Regions from separate parts of the Mus musculus genome. Here all the other regions are linked to region 2. Evidence: chromatin contacts called from public ChIA-PET and HiChIP or PLAC-seq data. All regions are on one chromosome and are shown on one strand. Each heading gives the region's core, a stretch centred on a gene start, on an enhancer-like site or on the middle of the called end of the contact. The rest is flanking DNA. Distances are from core to core; before and after follow the strand shown.

Region 1 (3,173 bases), core at 94-2,593, 490 kb after region 2:
TAACTCTGGGGGAAAAAAGACATTTCTACTGCACTAAGTTGAAATGTACAAACCCCCATTTTAACTGTAATACAATGCATCAGTTTCTCATTTTGTCAAGAGATTTTTTTTTTTAAGATAAAATACTATCAAAGATGAATGCCCTACTAGAAACTGGTGAATTCGTGAAGAAATATGAGGAGGTCCCACTGAACCAAATGAATTCGTGTGCTCCAGAAATTACTGACTAAAGTTATGGGGCTGAGAGGGGTGGTGGCTGGTGCATGAGACTTGCAAACGAAGACAGCAATAAACAGTCCCTGACGTTAACACCTCAGATCACTGTTGTTGCTTCCAGACTCGTTCCATCTTGATGTGACGTGTGGAGAGCTTTCCAAGGTGGCCGGACGACACATATACGGGAAAGATAAACACCAGGCACCCTTCGCAGCACGGAAAGACCTTGGCCTACCCCGTGATACTGCCCGGTCGTCCAGCACCCAGAGGGCCCCAGCTGTCGTGTGGCCACCTCTAGGGTTTACGGGGATGCCTACACTACCGAGGGTGTCGCGCGCACGGACCCCACTGAGGGCTCGCTGAGCGTGGAAGCCGGGCGTGGCCCGACCTCCGCGGCCCAGTCAGTACAGGGTCGGGGTCTGGACAAGAATCTGTGGGAAAGAGGAGGGAGGGGCGGAGGGCAGGTGGAGCTTGCACTACCTGAGGATGTTGTGTGCTTCCATGCTCCGATTCTGGTTACTCGAGCACACCACCGCCACCCGCAGCGGCGATGACGGCATGGCACCGACCGAACTACCCACTGCTCTCGCTACGGAGCTCCCACCTAGAAGCCGGCTTCCGCGCGAGGAAGATGGCGGTAACCGGAAATCTGCGACACGGAAGTGAACGCAACGCAACGCAACGCAACGCGTGGGGAGGCCGACGGTGCTCTCCTGGGCTCGTACTGCAGCCGGCGCGGGAGGGCGACCGGCCGACGCCGAATCAGCCTGAGAGCAGCCGAGGCCGGCGGTCGTGGACCACCTTCGCCGGCGCGTGACGTCACAGGACCTGCGCCGGCAACTGGAGCGGTGTGAGCCGCGCCTGCGTCCTAATGTACCGTCGCCTCGGATGACGCGCTAGGCGCGGCGCTTGCGCAATACTGAAAACTTCAGTGGGACGGGCGTTGGGGCGGGTCCGGGGAGTCTCAAGTCCTTTCCGCGGCTTCTCTTGGTGTGGTTGGGACGTTTTTCATTCCGGTTTCCTCCAGGTGGTCACTCTGCCAATTTCATAGATGCACTGGGCTCCAGCACTTGGTTTGTGCCCTATCTCTATCACGAGTACCTTCCTCAGAGTCACTGGACTTCTAGAAGCACGTCACTTCCTCTGTGAGCCCGTTGCAGCTTAACATGTAAACGATATGAAAAATATGGGTGAGGTAGCGGGCTCTTCAAGTTCGGCCAATCGGAAAACTGGCAGGAAAAATCGCTTCTCTGTTGGAAGCCAGTTTAGGTTGCCTATTGAGAGCTCGATCTCAAGTGAGAGGGGGAGAGAGAAATAGAGTTGCTGCTGGGCGTGGTGCCTCACACTTTTCTTTAATCCTAGAACTCGGTAATCAGGTCGACTTACAGCCGGCCTACCTGCCTGGTGACCTGTCCCCTCTAGCTCGAATGGAATGGTCAAGAAGTGAAGGGGATTAGATAAGTTGTTTGGAGATTCTGAGAACTCCTTTAAAGTTGGAGCAGTATGAGATTGTCAGGGACAAGAAGGTAGATAATGTGTAGTAAGTATAACAAAAGCTGTGTTTTGCCGGGCGGTGGTGGCGCACGCCTTTAATCCCAGCACTTGGGAGGCAGAGACAGGCAAATTTCTGAGTTCGAGGACAGCCTGGTCTACAGAGTGAGTTCCAGGACAGCCAGGGCTACACAGAGAAACCCTGTCTCAAAAAAAAAGCCGTAGATTCAGTAATCTACCCTTTATTCCTATTATTCCTGTATCTTCCTCTTTTCTTTTTCATCCCTTCTCCCTCCTTTATAAAAGTATATTTTATTCGCTTATAGTAATTGTCTCAAAGACTACCTCTACCTGTTTGCCTAGGCCTAGAATCTTCTAGCCTCCATGCAACCTTTTTTTCTTTTAAAGTTTATTTATATATATGAGTACACTATGGCTGTCTTCAGTCACACCAGAAGACGGCATGGGATTCCATTACAGATGATCGTGAGTCACCATTTGGTTGCTGGGAATTAAACTCAGGACCTTTGGGAAAGCAGTCCGTGCTCTTAACTACTGAGCCATCTCTCCAGTCCTATTTTGAAACTAAATTTCCCACTATGAACCTCCTCATTGCTATTGAAGTCTGCCATCATTGTTCCTTGTGTTAATGAGGAGGAGAGTATTGAGAACCTGTTGCGAGTAAGCCCACAGAGACCATCACGTGGACACTCTGAAAGCCAAAAGGAAAGTCTTTATTTTTGCCTGCTAGCTGCACAGAGAACTTGCCCAAATCATGTAACCTTGAGCCTTGCAGCTCTTTGACTTTATGTACAAAGACCATCTTGATTGGCATGCTTCAGTTAGCGAGAAGCAGAACTGTGGAAGTCAAAAAGCAAGATTAGAACATTGAGGAAGTTTTTACTTGGGGACTTATGGACTATGTTTCTATTTAGTCAGGTGTTGAGGCCTATGTGCTGGGCTTTTTCTTTGTTTGGTTTGTTTTGAAGATTTATTTTGTGTGAGAACACTAGCTGTTGAGGCCTATGTGCTGGGTGGTTTTGTTTCTTTAAAGATTTATTTATTTTATGTGAGTACACTGTTGCTCTCTTCACACACACCAGAAGAGGGCATCAGATCCCATTAAAGATGGTTGTGAAATATGGTTGTTGGGAATTGAACTCAGGAGCTCTGGAAGAACAGTCAGTGCTATTTATTTATTTCATGTATATGAGTATACCAATGCTCTCTTCAGACACACCAGAAGAGGGCATCAGACCCCATTACAGATGGTTGTGAGCCACCATGTGGTTGGTGGGATTTGAACCCAGGACCTCTGGAAGAGCAGTCAGTGCTCTTAACCGCTAAGCCATCTCTCCAGCCCATGTGCTGGGTTTTAAGTGCAGAATGGTGTCTCTAACATAGCATCAGTTGTGCTAAAGTCTGGGGACCTGTTACAAACGAGGTGCCAGAATCCTTAGGTCCTC
Region 2 (2,916 bases), core at 268-2,767:
TCAGCCACCTGCTGTTTAGGACATGGTAGTTAGCAAGTACACCTCATCCTCATCGGGGCTATAAAGAGGCCACTATAGGCAGGTTAGATGGGCACAAGTAATTGGAGGCTCATCTGTCCACAAAGGACATCATGTCTCAGATAGGAGGCACCCAATTTGAAAAAGCTTCACCCCCCTTTCTGCCTGATGGCTCTTTGTCTTTTCCTCTATCAGCTTACTCGGGCCTTTGAGTGCGCTTAGGGCACAAGCAAGTCAGTACAAGTCCTTCTGTGGTCCTTCAGACCTTTAAGAGAATTTGAGTGGAACCTCAGAAGACCCCCTTCTGGTTGGTGTGTTTGTGCTTATCTGGATTAGGTGATGCCAGATCTAGCAACGCTGGAGCCCACTGTGTAGATGCGACCTCAAATCTGGGTCCAGAAGGTGGAGTCTTTCTCAGGAGGAAGAGCTGCTGACACTCACACTTCACTCTGGCTTCTGGCTCAACAGCCTATGGAAGATAGCATAGTGTCTTCTCTCGTTTTTTTTTTGTTTTTTTTTTTTTCCAAAATTTTTTTCTTCACTTACATTTCAAATGCTATCCAGAAAATCCCCTATCCCCCCCCCCCCCACCCATTCTCTCGGTTTGTTTGTTTTGTTTTTGGTTTTTTGAGACAGGGTTTCTCTGTGTAGCCCTGGCTGTCCTGGAACTCACTTTGTAGACCAGGCTGGCCTCGAACTCAGAAATCCACCTGCCTCTGCCTCCCGAGTGCGCCACCACCGCCCTGCGCGTTCTTTCAACCTCCTGTAGGTCTAGTGCTAGCTTGGCTCCCGGGGGCCTCGGTTTATATCCTGCACTTAGCCAGGCCAAGCTGGGGAAGCTCTGGTCCACAGAGGGAGAGACGGAGGGGGCGGGGACGGTTCTGTAGCAAGACTGGAGAAGACTTAAGTCCACAAGGAGCATCACACTGGGCGGGTCTGGGCGCATTCGGCACAGTCACCGCTGACCGGCCATCGGCAGGGGGCGTGGCCTGTGGTGGCACCGGGACAGCCGCGGGGCCCTCTGCGCGCAGCCCTAGCGTCAGGCTGGGGAAGGGAAGGTCCGGCTCCGCCAGCGTCTCCTGTGCAGACCGGGCGAGCCCCTTGGAATTCCCAGCACGTCGCCCCTCGATTATACATCAACCTGACTTCAGCTGCATTTCCCGGTGGGAGGACAGTTCAGGCGGACGGGGGAGGGGCCCCGGCGCGACGCCTCCCCCTCCCCCAAGGCGGCCACCCACCCACCCACCCGGCCGAGCCCCCGCCCCAGCTCGGCGGGCGCCGCAGTCTCCGGGCTTTGTTCGCTGCCCGCGCGGGTCGCAGGGAGCGGGGGGCGGGCTGAGCCCTCAGGGGGCGGGGCGGGGCCGCCAGTCCCCGCCCAGTCCCCGCCCCGTCCCCGCCCAGTCCCCGCCCCACCCACGCCGTCCCCGCCCCGTCCCCGCCCAGTCCCCGCCCCACCCACGCCGTCCGCCCTCCCTCCTCCTCCGCCGCGCTGCGGTCCAGTCCTGCCCCCCGAGCGGTCCGGCCCGCGCGCTCTCCCGGCTCCCTCCCGCCGTTCCGGGCTGCGCCATGGTCCGCCCGCGGCTGAGCTTCCCGGCCCCGCTGCTGCCGCTGCTGCTGCTCCTGGCGGCGGCCGCGCCAGCCGTGCCGGGCGCCAGCGGGACGTGCCCGGAGCGCGCCTTGGAGCGGCGCGAGGAGGAGGCGAACGTGGTGCTCACCGGCACAGTGGAGGAGATCCTCAACGTGGACCCGGTGCAGCACACCTACTCCTGCAAGGTGGGCCCCGGCCGGACCCCACGAGACCCAGCCCTCTGGATTCCCAGCCCGGGGCTCCTCTCCCCCGTGGTCCCCGTCCCCGAGGCCCGCCCTTCGCGTGCCGGCCGCCCCGCTGCGACCCCGTCCCCAAGCCGTGGGAACGAACCCGGCACGTTTCTGCGGCCCCAGCTGGAGCTCCCTCGGCGACCGCCGAGCCTCCGGGGGGGGGGGGCGCTCGGGTCCCGGAAAACTCCGCCGCTCGGTGCGAAAGTTACTGCGGGGCCGCTGTGGCTCCTTTCACGGCGTCCAGGCCCCGGTTGCTGTCGTGCCCGCCCCCACCCTTGTCCAGAGCCCCTCTTTCTTGTTGGGAACAAGTGTACACCTTCGCCAAAAGGAACGAATAGGGCTCGGGGAGGCACGAGGGGGGACGAAGTCGACCTGTGGCGAGGCCTTTACCAGGGCGAGGGGTGGTCTGCAGGGAGTCAGGGGTGTGTGGTCTAATCTGCAACCCGGGGAGCCTGCGTAAGGTGCTGCAGCGAACGCGTGTCCGAGCCGGAGCAGAGAAATGGGCAGAGGGCTGTGGCTGAGTTTCCTGTGCTCGAGGCGCAGGGGCTCAAAGGACTGGGTTTCTCCTGCCATACGGTAGAATTAGCTCTGTTTCAACTGCAGCTGAATTTGAGAGCACCTTGGAATAGGTATGGGGTCGATACCCTCGGAATATCCGTTGCTGGTTCTCCTCGTCCCTCAAATCGCTTCGCTGGAAACAGGATTTGTTCTTACTCTTTGGGAATGAGAAGGATGGTGACTTCCTTCAGAGTACCGTGTGTTCATGGGATCCCCCCGCTGGGCCCCCTCCTCTCCCTGCCGAGGCACTTTGCCAAGTCCCTGCAGGATTTTCCCGACTTCCTCCCCGCTGCTCCTGGGTGTGGCTGGGGTGGGGGAGGTGTGAGAACTGTGAGCTTTCCCCCTTTGGGTTATCTCCCACAATAGTTGGGGGTGGGGGGCGCAGGTAGATAAAGTTCTTTAGGTGCTGCAAGTCTTAGGTGTCTCGCAGGAGCTAGGCAGGTGGAAAAGCTGCCCATTGTCTTTTTTGCTCCCTCCATTCCAGAACCCCAAATCCCCAGAGCGCCTCAATAAGGGGCTCCT
Region 3 (3,121 bases), core at 117-2,616, 310 kb after region 2:
TGTGTGTGTGTGTGTGTGTGTGTGTGTGCACATACAGAGGTGGGACACCTCACGAAGGTCCGAAATTTCAAATGACACACAGGAGGTACTCCATTACTGTCTGCCAAATGCCACTCAATGAAACAGATGTATATCTGTGTGGCCATGTGGTTCACACAGATGTGCACGACTGTATTCCAGGAACAATAAAAGAAACAAACCCATAGGTGAATAAGGCCCATACCCTTCCACCTAAACACGACTTCCTCATCCTTACAGCCTCTACCCCTTCAGGCTCCTGGGTCACTCATACATCCGTTAACTCTCACCAAGGTGTCTATCTCAGGCCCTGATGGCTCCGGCTGGTTGCACCCATACACTGCTCTGGACATACGGATCAAGATAGAGACCAAGCAGGGTGCCAGACAATCCTAGCCAGAATTGGACTACAGGGCCAAGGAGGAGCCCAGTACTTGTGGCACACCAGAGCATACACACAAAGAAGGGTGGACAGTTCTAGAGATGGCACTGGACGCAAATGCCCAGTGACACACAGCTGCCCAAGGCGGTCTGCACACTCACCCCCGCGCGCGAGGTGATCAGCACAGGGGCGTCTTTTGTTCCGGTCCCCCGAGGCCGGAGGCGGAGCTGCGCAGCTAGGGGACCGCGACTCCGGCTCCCGCCGGTTTGTCCGTGCCAGGTCTTCTGCTCCGTCCAGGTGGACTCGGAGCGGTCACCACGCTGGACACCCCTTGCCCGCCTCCGGCACAAAGGCGGCTCCCCATCCCCGCCCGCGCCCTACCCCGGGCCCGCAGCACACCTGAAGCGCGGCGAGTCCTTGATGCATTCCTCGAACTCTACCGTCATGGCTGCGGCGAGCGGTGCTCACTGTGCGGAGGACCAAGGCGCGTCGAGCGGCATCCCCGGCCCGTGGACCGTCTGTGGCGCCCGCGCCGAGCTGCGCTCCGCGCCCGCCCGCCCGCCTGCCCGCCTCGGTCTGAGCCCGGCGCGCCGCGGCCCCGCCCCGCCTGTCACCGCTGGGGAGCGTCGCCAAAGTCAGCCTCTGCCTGCGCCACCCGCTGTCACCTCCGGGGAGCGTCGCTAAAAGCGCCGCTGCATCCCCTCGCCTGTCGCTGCGCTCTGTCCTCGGTCACCACGGTCTGGGAGCTGGGCCGGCCTCGGCGGTTGGGCTTCGGAGTGGTTTGGCTCGGTCGCGGGACAGGGAAGGGCACGGCTCGCCCACTTCAGGCATCACGGCGGTGGTGAACTCGGCTGGAATGCTGCCGACGGACACACTCCGCGACGGCGGCGGGGAGATCGGGAGTGAACGAATTAAGGTCGCTTGTGCGGAAGCGACCCATCATCGCGCCCCTGTGAGGCCGAGGACAGGAAACATAGCCGGCTCTAGAGGACCGCACTTTGCACCCGATCCCTAAGCTTGGCTCCGCCCCCGCCTCTCCATTCAGGCGGGGCGGACCGAGTCAGTGCGCAGGCGCCGTCCCTGCTGGGCTGGGTCGACCGCGGGCCACGTGCAAGCGCCCCGCCCGCTCAAATATGGGCTCCTGCGGGGCGGTGGGCTCGGTGCGTGCGCGCTACCTTGTGTTCTTGCAGTACTTGGGCACTGACTTCAAGTACGTTTTCCCGCTGTTACCCCCGCGTTCTCCACTCGGCCTCGCGGGAAGTCCGCGAGGTGACCAGGACGGGCGCGATCGGTCTCGGGATGCGGGATTTTAGGAGCCGAGGAACACAGTGGCCTGCACCGAACCCACGCGCCTGGGCGCCGAGACCCCTGGCGGGACAGCGTCCACAGACACCGCAGATAATTCCTTCCTGTTTCTCTCCGCAGTGGGGTTGCGGCCGTGAGGGGCAATCCGCGCGCTGTTGGGGTGCTGAACTTCCTGGAGGTGAGGACCGGTTTGGGGAGGAAGAAGCAGTCGGCAGCTCCAACCCCTACCCACTCTCCTCCTCCTATTCCACGGACTCCGGCCATCGATGTGGCAGCCGCCTGTACGGTTCCCGCAGGAGGCTGCCAAGCGGCTGAACTCTGTCGACCCGGTCAGGTTCACCATCTCTAGCCGCACCGATGCCGGGGTGCATGCCCTGAGCAACGCGGCGCACCTGGACATCCAGCGCCGCCCAGGGCAGTCGCCTTTCTCCCCGGAGGTCGTGGCCAAGGCCCTCAACACCCACCTGAAGCACCCGGCCATTCGGTGAGCCCGGGGTTTTGGTATGGTTCTGGGCTTTTTTTTTTGTCTTTTACCATTGCACCCCACTGTGGTGGGAGGCAGAGATTTCCATAGTGCTGTGTGGACAGTTGGGCATACTCATTCCTGGGATGAGCCAGATCTGCTTGCCACAGTGTACTGAAGGCCTTCCGAGTGCCCAACGACTTCCACGCTCGACACGCAGCCACCTCCAGGACCTACCAATATCGTCTGGCCACAGGCTGCTCCTGGCCTAATCAACTGCCTGTGTTTGAACAAAATGTATGCTGGGCTCTGCAGACAGAGTGAGTGAGCTAAGAATGGGAAGAAAATGGCTCACCATCCATCTGCCTGGGCTCTCCTCAATAATGCTCATTTGGCTCTGCAGGTACCTGGATATGGCGGCCATGCAGGAGGCTGCCCAGCACCTCCTCGGGACACATGATTTTAGTGCCTTCCAGTCTGCTGGCAGCCCAGTCACAAATACTGTACGCACACTTCGAAGAGTCTCAGTGTCACCTGGTCCAGCCAGCCCATTTGTCCTCCCCGAGGGGAGCAGGTGAGACGACTAGCCTTTCACTATGCCAGGACTAGAGGCCACCAGGGTCATTACTCATAATACCTCAATAAAAGTGAGATGATGCTAAATGGGTATATTGCACATCCATTGGGCCTAGAGGGTGTAAGAAGGTGAGCCAGAAACTTGTGTCTTCTTCCTGTTGGGTGGGGTCTCTGCCAGCCTGGGGAGCACAGGGTGGAAAATGTTGCCTTTCTGAGGGCCCTGCCAGACCCATAGCTCTTTATAGCAGGTAAGTTCTGGCAGTCTCTGAAAAGATTTCACTAGAGCGAATAGTTCCATTCCACTTTGACAGACTACGTTAAGTTCTCTGCTTCAAACACCAGGAATCAGCCGCTCACCTTGAGAACATAACATCTGG

What was found. ChIA-PET counts read pairs in DNA pulled down with a chosen protein or histone mark. HiChIP or PLAC-seq counts read pairs in DNA pulled down with a chosen protein or histone mark.
Region 1: a contact with region 2 is called in an RNA polymerase II ChIA-PET map of memory CD8 T cells, with 26 read pairs. The contact joins the promoter of Ssu72 here to the promoter of Agrn in region 2. A contact is called at or near these places in 2 of 39 promoter capture datasets (embryonic stem cells and pre-B cells), 1 of 484 Hi-C or Micro-C datasets (embryonic stem cells) and 2 of 115 datasets of contacts at active chromatin or transcription factors (the SCID.adh cell line and memory CD8 T cells).
Region 3: an H3K4me3 HiChIP or PLAC-seq map of embryonic stem cells shows a contact between it and region 2, with 22 read pairs. The contact joins the promoter of Acap3 here to the promoter of Agrn in region 2. A contact is called at or near these places in 18 of 39 promoter capture datasets (the 3T3-L1 cell line, the C10 cell line, the HPC-7 cell line and 12 more), 11 of 484 Hi-C or Micro-C datasets (B cells, CD4 T cells, CD8 T cells and 5 more), 15 of 115 datasets of contacts at active chromatin or transcription factors (the SCID.adh cell line, craniofacial prominence, effector CD8 T cells and 8 more) and 3 of 9 other capture datasets (adipose tissue, embryonic stem cells and liver).

The regions. Positions count from the first base shown.
Region 1 is chr4:155,702,985-155,706,157 of GRCm38.p6, reverse strand. It overlaps Ssu72 (Ssu72 RNA polymerase II CTD phosphatase homolog (yeast)), which reads right to left and starts at 1,343. Exons shown (of 5, transcript NM_026899.3): 1 at 697-1,343. The coding sequence starts at 776.
Region 2 is chr4:156,196,089-156,199,004 of GRCm38.p6, reverse strand. Agrn (agrin) reads left to right here and starts at 1,517. Exons shown (of 36, transcript NM_021604.3): 1 at 1,517-1,791. The coding sequence starts at 1,585. Gm46878 (a long non-coding RNA gene) reads right to left here. Exons shown (of 4, transcript XR_003955191.1): 4 at 1-487.
Region 3 is chr4:155,890,120-155,893,240 of GRCm38.p6, reverse strand. It overlaps Acap3 (ArfGAP with coiled-coil, ankyrin repeat and PH domains 3), which reads right to left and starts at 1,366. Exons shown (of 24, transcript NM_207223.1): 1 at 800-1,366. The coding sequence starts at 846. It overlaps Pusl1 (pseudouridylate synthase-like 1), which reads left to right and starts at 1,479. Exons shown (of 8, transcript NM_001033490.1): 1 at 1,479-1,610; 2 at 1,826-1,883; 3 at 2,002-2,189; 4 at 2,339-2,488; 5 at 2,572-2,742. The coding sequence starts at 1,534.